Linked DNA regions of Ovis aries: region 1 is linked to region 2. Evidence: chromatin contacts called from public Hi-C data. All regions are on one chromosome and are shown on one strand. The core of a region is the stretch at or near the end of the contact, and the rest is flanking DNA. Distances in the headings are between cores, read along the strand shown. Region 1 holds the start of TGFBI (transforming growth factor beta induced). Region 2 has its middle 11 kb from the start of TRNAW-CCA.

Evidence for each region. A called contact is a pair of places that touch in the nucleus more often than the background predicts.
Region 1: a contact with region 2 is called in a Hi-C map of skin fibroblasts, with 3 times the contacts expected there. The contact joins the promoter of TGFBI here to the enhancer-like site in region 2. A contact is called at or near these places in 5 of 16 Hi-C or Micro-C datasets (blood, hypothalamus and skin fibroblasts).

Annotation. Positions count from the first base shown.
Region 1 is chr5:45,093,591-45,097,812 of ARS-UI_Ramb_v3.0, forward strand. TGFBI (transforming growth factor beta induced) reads left to right here and starts at 1,587. Exons shown (of 17, transcript XM_015096052.3): 1 at 1,587-1,771. The coding sequence starts at 1,638.
Region 2 is chr5:45,038,156-45,042,520 of ARS-UI_Ramb_v3.0, forward strand. No RefSeq gene overlaps it. Among named protein-coding and RNA genes, the nearest start is that of TRNAW-CCA, 11 kb to the right of the region's middle. Within about 2 kb of position 2,391, at least 8 of the 54 cell types and tissues checked have an H3K27ac peak or open chromatin away from gene starts, as enhancers often do.

The DNA.
Region 1 (4,222 bases), core at 337-2,836, 55 kb after region 2:
GGGCCTGTGTGCCTCACAGCATCCGCCTTCAGATCTCTCTGGTATTCAGTGGCACTCACCCCCTCTTTCTGGGGGCTCTCTGTCAGCACTCCTTCCCCTCCTTGCTGGCTGCTCTCTGCCTTGCCTCCCCTCCGTCATCTGTCATCACCCACCTCTTGCTCCCACATGCCTACCCAGAGGATCCACCCACTCCCACGGCTTCAGCTGCCTGTAGCTGAGGAAGACTGCCATGTCTGGATCTCCACCCCAGAACCCTCACTCTAGCCCCAGATCTTTATATCTGGCTGCCCACAAGACACCTGGATGAAACATAAGCACTTAAACTCAGTGTGTCCAGAACCACTTACCTTCTCCTGGTGAATCTATGCCCCCCTCCATGTTTCTCATTTTAAGAACGATACCACCAGCCACCGAGATGCCCCTGCCAACAGCACCTTAGTCATCCATGAGTCCTCCTCCTCCACACTCCCTGGGTACAGCCTCCAAGTTCTGCCAAGGCTGGAACCTCCTAGACACACCTCAGTGTGCTACCCCTCTTCATGCCCACCTCCACCTCCTGCCTTGTTTTGTCTTCCTCTCCTGGCCTGCTCCTGACACTGACCTGCTCCTCTGTCACCCCTGCAGGACACTGAGCTCAGGCCTGCGTCCTGTGACATGCCTTCCCTTCTCTGTTTCTCTGACTCCCCATGCTTCAGCCAATAGGATACCTTGAGAACCCAGAATGTCCCCATTTTGTCTGGTTCCTTCTCACCACTCCAGCGGAGAGAGGGAACAGGTGTCACTTCCTGCCCCTCCACCCAAGGCCGCAGATGCCCCTCTCCAGAGGACTTTGTAGACTGGCCCGCAGGTCTCCCAACTATGAACTTTTTAAGAAAGAACCTGGATCTCATTCACTCATCCATCTTTGTCTCCTGGGGCTAGCAGTGCGAGATAATTGGTGGGTGATTAATAGGCGCTTGAGTGAATTACCTCCCTCCCAGGTGACTATTTGTTTACTTGCTCTGAGCTCCTCCAGGACAAAAATCTTTGCTATCTCTTTGCAGCATCTTTCTCGCCTATAGTGCTATACAGATGTTTAATAAAACAGGCAATGAGTGTGTACTAAGGCGGCATTCCCGCTCCCCGCCGCCCGCCCCCGCCCCCCCCGCAGTTTCCAGTTGAAGTTTAACAAAACCTGTCTTGTTTTGTTTTGTTTTGGCTTCTGTCAGTCATAAGACTTACTCCTTATCCATCTTGAAGTTAGCAGGCCCGGGGGAGAATCGGGGTGCCTGTGGAATGTAGAAGCAGGTGTGATGGATAGACTGTTGTGGAAATCAGCAAAGCCTGAGACCGGTGAGGCATCTTTGAGCTCAGGACCTTATAGACCTCGAGGAGGGAGTGAAGTAGTGAGGCCCTGTAGTCCTGGGTGCCGGGGAACAAGGGAAAGAGGGGCTAGTTGGAACGGTCGTCGCCCGGGGAGGGGCGGGGCGGCAGGAGGCGGGGGCGTGGGGCGCCCGAAGCCCGCCCTCCTCCGGCTCCCCGCCCCTCCCCGCGGGCGGCTCCCCGCGCTCCGCTTACTTAACCTGCCCGCGGCCGCAGCGGCACTCGCACTCCCCCGCCGCTCGCCTGCCCGTCGGTTCGGCGCGTCCTCTCTCTCCATGGCGCTCCTCGGGCGGCTGTTGCCCCTCGCTCTGGCGCTGGCTCTGGGCCCCGCTGCCACCCCAGCGGGCCCCGCCAGGTCGCCCTACCAGCTAGTGCTGCAGCACAGCCGCCTCCGGGGCCGGCAGCATGGGTAAGCGGGCGCCCAGACGGGATCGGAAGGACCGGGCGTCGGGGGGACCGTCGGAGCGGGCTGGGGGCGTAGGGGACAAAGCCCGAATCAAAAGCAGGCCGCTGTGTGGGACGCTTGGAGGGAGCAGCCCTGCAGGAGATGGAGAGAAGGAGAAGGAGAGGTGGAGAAAAGTCAGCAGGAGGCCCTGTGTGGAGGAAACGGGTGGAAGAGTTGACCCGGGACCTCCACTCAGGCCCAGAGCGTGAGCGGGATCCCGGGCTTTGAGCTTCTCCAGGCAGATAGGAGTTGGCGGCTGTCTGTGCAGAATCACCGTGGGAAGGTGGCCAGCGCAGGCAGGGAGCCACCCAGCAGGGCACGGGTTCCAGCCCAGCCAGGTCCTTGTTCAGCACCTTCATATGTGACACTGGGACCACACAAGCTGGCAGCATCCGAGGCCCCCAGGCCCCTGGTCACCCAGCCAGGCCCTAAACCCACCACCTGGCACCAGATAGGGGCCTCCAGGCACAGCAAGGGCAGCGTCTGCTCCCCTGCTGGATGAAGAGAGAAGAATGTGCTGGGAGTCACACACACTGTACAGATGGGGAAACTGAGTCTGGAGCAGCCACATCACTTCCTCAGGGTCCTGCAGTGTGTATGGGAGCTGGGATTGGAACCGCTCTTAAAACACTGGCTGAGTTTGTAAATTTGGGACATTATCATTGCATATATTCCTTTGAGACACTGAAGATGTGTTGGTTTTCTGGGGGCAAACCCAGGCAGCAGGTCTGACCTGATAAAGACCCTGGCCCAGACCCAGGCAGAGGTGGGCTTGTTTCTATATCCCAAACTCAACCATCCTGCTTGACATATAGCCAGGGTTTGCTGCCTTCCTGGGTGCACCAACTCCTCTGTGACAGTTAGGTAGAACTATATGTGGATAGGAAGGAAATGGCAACCCACTCCAATATCCTTGCCTAGAAAATCCTATGGACAGAGGAACCTGGTGGGCTACAGTTCATGGGGTCATACAACTGAAGTGACTTAGCGCATATGTGGATAGAGTTGTGTCGCAGCCCAAATGCCTTTGGGTCTGGCATTTGCTCCCAGTTGGTGCCCAGACCACCCTTTGACTGGGCAGATCTGAACTTAGATCAGAACTCAGTGTTGGAAGTGATTGGAGTTGACTTCATAGGGTTCTACAAAGCCTTGACTCCCTGCCCTTAGAAGTGGCCCCTTGTTGGGAGTAGCATCCTTGTTCCTCTGCCTGTGGGTGCCTGTGGTCGTGCTTGGCCTTTCAGATGCCCAGGGCTATGGGGAGGGGACTGTGTTGGCAGTGAGTCTGGCCCCTCTGCAGAGTGAAAGCCATCCAGGCCGTGCTGCAGCCTCATACCCTGCAGGAAAGAGGAGAGCACGGGGGTTGTCCCAGGGTCTTTCAGGAAGTGAGAGACTCACCTTTGACTTCTGCTGGGTACAGAAAGGTAAGGGGGGGCAGGGCAGAAAGACAAGGAAGGAATGAAGCATCAAGTCAAAATATGAGCCACTGGCATGTCCATGGTCTCTGCCCAGCTCACTGTTGGCCTTCTGCCTTTCCTGCCAATGGAGTATGTCCTGTTTGGGTGCCACAGTCCCTCCTGGGAGGTTTCTGTCCCTCTGTATCTTCTTAGGCACTCAGTCAGGAAAAGGCAACCATAGCATTCTCTGTCACCTAGAATGGTGGCTCCCGGCACTCCACAGTGAAGCTTCCCAAAAGTGCTGATGGGTCTCCAGCAGGAACCACCTCTGTAACAAACCTCCTTCCCTTTGAAGCCCAGAAAAGTCACAGACCAGCTGGAAAATAGTTTGTTTTTTAATGCAAATGCTCTTTATTATAAGCTTCAGCTATTAGGTCAACTTTCTCCCTCCCCTCCCTTCCCCCACCCTGCAGGCTAATCATCTTGCAGGGCAACTGGAAAAGCCTATAGTGGTCTGTGATGGGCAGGACAGGCTAAGCAGTCCCAGGTGTGTCCCTCCCCACCCCCAGTAAAGTCTGGACACACGGGCAGGGGGGCTGCGGTGAACGGTTACAGATGCAGCCGCGTCTACTCTGATCTAATGGCCCCTGAAAACCCACAGGCTGCCTGGCTCAGCCATGGGGGTGGCACCCTGTGCAAAATGGATAACCTGATCAAACTCCAGCCCTCTTTCAAAGTGAGAACTGGTGGGAAGGGAAAGGGAAGCTCTTTTGTTAAGGAAATGTAGTGTGTGTGCTTCACAAGACGTGAAGAAAGAAATAACAAGTGGATCCTGCTCACCATTTGGCTTCCCAGGTGGCACTAGTGGTAAGAACCCACCTGCCAATGCAGGAGACATAAGAAATATGGGTTTGATTCCTGGGTTGGGAAGATCCCCTGGAGAAGGGCATGGCAACCCACTCCTATTCTTGCCTGGAGAATCCCATGGTGAGAGGAGCCTGGCGGGCTATAGTCCATGGGG
Region 2 (4,365 bases), core at 1,141-3,640:
TATGTGGAGCAAACAGAGACTCTCACAAGGGAGGGAGCGTGCATTGAGGTTAGCCTGCAGCCCCTGCATTTTCATAACAAATAGCAAATAATACACTGTTCCAGTTTATCATTTAAGAGCAAAAAAAAAAAGAAGAAAAAAGATTAGTTAAAAAAAGATTTTCTACCCCATAGTTTTTGAAACAGAAATCTGCTACATGAAACCAAAGTGAAGAAGTGAAGTGAAGTGAAGTAGCTCAGTCGTGTCCGACTCTCTGCGACCCCATGAACTGTAGCCTACCAGGCTCCTCCCTCCATGGGATTCTCCAGGCAAGAATACTGGAGTGGGTTGCCATTTTCTTCTCCAGGGGATCTTCCCGACCCAGGAATTGAACCCAGGTCTCCCACATTTCAGGCAGACGCTTTAACCTCTGAGCCACCAGGAGCAAAGAACCTAATTATAGTCTGAACCTGAGGATGTGATGTGTGAAGGTGAGGGGGTGATCTGGAACATGGAAGGAGAATAAATGGCAATAAACATTTTCAAGAGGGACAAGTTACGTTGGAGCCCATGTAGAAGGGCCTCAATCTTCTGAGATGAAAGGCATAGGAAATGTGAGGGTGGCAAGGAAATGTCCACAAGAATGAGACTGAACGTGGTTTGGACTGGTCACTGATAAATGGGAAATGAAGAAAAGGATTGCCAAGCAGCTGGGACTCAGGAGCTCCGTCTCTGTGATGCCCCAGGAGTGTCTGACTGGCCAGGACTGGGAGCAAAGGGAGGCCCCAAGATAGCTAAAGCATAGAGTTGACAACCTTGATTGGAAAGGCTGACTGTGAGATCTAGCCTGGATAGAGAGGCAAGAGAGGAGCCAGCTAGGGATTGGGAGAGGTTTGGGAAGCTAAAGTCACGAGGCGATGAGCCATGAGAGGACTGCTCTGAACACCCCCTTTCTCTCTGTGGAACTTCCTCCTGCCTCGGCCCCCACTCTGCATCCTTGTGTGTTTGCCTTTTCTGAACGCTTGTCTTCCTTTCTACTTCAGTGCCCGTCCCATCCTTTAAGGTTGGGAGACCTGTCTCAAGTTCTGTCTGCTCCATGAAGTTCTAGCTGTTTCCAGATTTGTCAGTAGCCCTTCTTGAGACTCCCTCTAAACTTTTTTCTGGGGCATTTAATTTATTTCAGAATTACAGTCACATACTGTATACACTGTGTATATCTCATTTCCTTGTGAAGATATGCAGCTTCTCAGGGTATAAGAGTTGAGTCACATGCTGCTTTTATTTTCCTAACATGGTTAAACACTGTTTGAACACATATACTCTTAATGTTTCAACTATTGTTAATTATCCAGAAAATAAGTGGCATTACTACCATCATACTTGGGGGCTTCCCTGGTGGCTCAGATGGTGAAGAATCTGCCTGCAACACAAGACACACAGATTCAATCCCTGGTTGGGATATCCTCTAGAGGAGGAAATGCGACCCACTCTTTCCCATGGACAGAGGGGCCTGGCGGGCTACAGTCCATAGGGTCTCAAAGAGTTGGACATGGCTGAGTGACTGACTAACGCACACACACATACACCATAATACTTGAGATGACTTGCTGGATTTTGTCAGATTTTTTATACTTGAGAGTTAGTACTATGCTCTCTGGTCACTCATGAGAAGTTCAAAGTATCTGTCAAATAATTCTTACTTCCAATATAATTTTTCTCCCTGAATGATTCTGATTCCAATAAAGTATTCATGGGGGTTCTGATTCCAATAAAATATTCATTAATAAAATATTCATGGGATCCCAAGCATTTATTTGCACAGCTATTAAATGACAAAAATCAGAAGACCTAAGACTTTGTCCAGACATTTTATATTTTCTTGGGTTAAGGATAGAGCAAGTTTCTACTTTCTTTTCATATGGCGATCAGGATCTTACAACAAACAAATATGAAATGGTAGGTTATGACAGAGAACCATTGGTTGTAGTACAAAAGATAACTTCTCCGTGTTGACCAGAATGGCTGCCAAAAGGTCAGCTCTGTCTCTAGCTAGCTGATGGCCTTGGACAAGACACTGCCTTTTTCTCCTGTTTTCCTAGTCAGGAGATGCACGCGTGGACTTTGGGCTTAAACAGTGTGGAGCTGTTGGAACCCCAGCAGCCAGCAAGTCTGCCTCGCCACCGCGTGGCCTTCCGCTAGTGGGCGCCATGGAGCAGACTTCAGAGCTTCAGCCTCTTCCCCGACAGAAAGCCTGCATGCGATTCCCATCTGGACTGACTTACTTGGGTCTCACACAGAGCAGGATTGTGAAAGTCGTTGGCATAATTCGATTCCATCAGCTCTTCTAAAGGTCTTCCCTGGCCCTCTGGTTTTGAGTCATGCCCACTCTGGAGGCTTGCAGTTTTGCTACCACAGCCTGTTGCCATCGAAACAAGAGTTGATCCTTTGTGGAAAATGCTGATCCTTTCAGTGCTTGGCTCTCTTTCTTAATAGGGCAGTTAATCTTTTTCTACACAGTGAAGGAAGCTTTCAGCTTCCCTGGGCTCCTGGACTGGTTTTCACAGGCAAAATCTTAAAGGTGACTTAAATTGTAGAAATTCAGAGCAAAGGGAAAGTTTAGGAATCATTCCAGCCAGAAAAATGTCAGTCCAGAGAGGGTAAGTGATTAGTCCAAAGCCACACATCCTCTCAGGGAGTGATCCAGGGATGCTCCCCGGGGATAACTGTGAAGCAGAGATAGAACCAAAAAGGGACCCTTGACCAGGTTATCTTTCATTACCTTAACTGTCTTCTCAGGCACCTTCAGTGATGTGGAAGGTATGTGAGTTGCAACTTGCTGTAGTCTGTTTTTGTGTAAATATCCTTCATTTTACCTTTAATGGCGACTCATTAGATGCCAGGTGCGTGACAGTTACCATAACGTAGTGTGTGTGTCTGATTCTTTGCAACCCCATGGACTGTAGCCTCCTTTGTCCATGGAGATTCTCCAGGCAAGAATACTGGGTTGGGTTGCCATGCCCTCCTCCAGGGGATCTTCCCAACCCAGGGATAGAACCCAATCTCCCATTTTGCAGGCGGATTCTTTAGCATCTGAGCCTCCAGGTAAGCCCATGAATACTGGAGCAGGTAGCCTCTCCCTTCTCCAGGGGATCTTCCCCACCTAGGAATCGAACAGAGGTCTCCGCACTGCAGGAGGATTCTTTACCAGCTGAGCTACCAGGAATGGCTCAGCTCTAACTACTGTGATACCCATAACACAATATGTTTCATTTAATCCCAGGCTTACAAGGATGGGCTCTGGAGCAGGCAACCTGGGCTTAAGACCCAGCTGCACTTCTCAAGGGCCATGTGGGTTGGGGCAAGTGACATATCCTTCCTGCACCATACTTTTGTCTGCTGAGCCTGGGGATAACCATAGGGCCTCTTTCTGTTTGGTGAGATAAAGCATACTAACCGCTTAGCACAGGACCTGGCCCATAGAAAGTATCCCGCCCAGAAATGGAAGCTGTCACGTTTATCAGCCTGAGGCATTCGTTGTCTTCATCCTGCTGCTCAACATAAGGACCATCTAAATGTTCCATTTCTTTTATAATGTGAATGAACTACTGTGTGTGTATACCTATCAATGTGTTAACAACCGTATTGTTTTTGCTTCATCATACCAGTGATGTTTTTGTGAGATGAATATGTAAAACCAAAATGATATAATCATCCTTAAAAAATCTATTATTCAAAAACAGCTTATTTTCTCACAATGCCTTTCTTTACCCTCAAATTTTAAAAAGAGAAAAACAAAAAGAAGAAAATATTTCAGATAAAGGTCATCATCACCCTTTTTTCTGGTAGCTGTTTTTTGCTTATTTGTTTATTCTTTTAAGGATTGGCACTCTGTTTATGGCTCTAACCAAATACCTTTTTGGCTTTGAGATTATATACTTTCTAATCTATAGCAGATAACTAATCACAGTTAACTTTTTTTCTTCATAGAAGAGAACAGCAAAGACTGATTTCCCACATCAGTTAATGTGGCGGTGTTGTCCAGAACCATGAGTAATGATAGACCCACTTGTTTACAAGTTACATAAGACTTTGCCTCCTGACAACCATCAAAGTTAACACCTCACTGCCTGAGGATTCTGCTTGAATTTTCAGTAACAGGCTCAGCATTCAAAGCAATAGCTGTTTGCAGCTTGATGCATTTTAAACCTGAAAGCTGGGTTTCTAGATATAAATAGTATGAACAGTTGGACAACAGCGTTACCATCAGGGTGAGATCACTTCCAGGAAACCACTGCAGTGTAGCAATGGGAATAACATCTGGCTTTCCAACAGTTGTGTTTGATTTAGACTTGGACATCCTACATGAAATAGAGGCTGTACTTATTA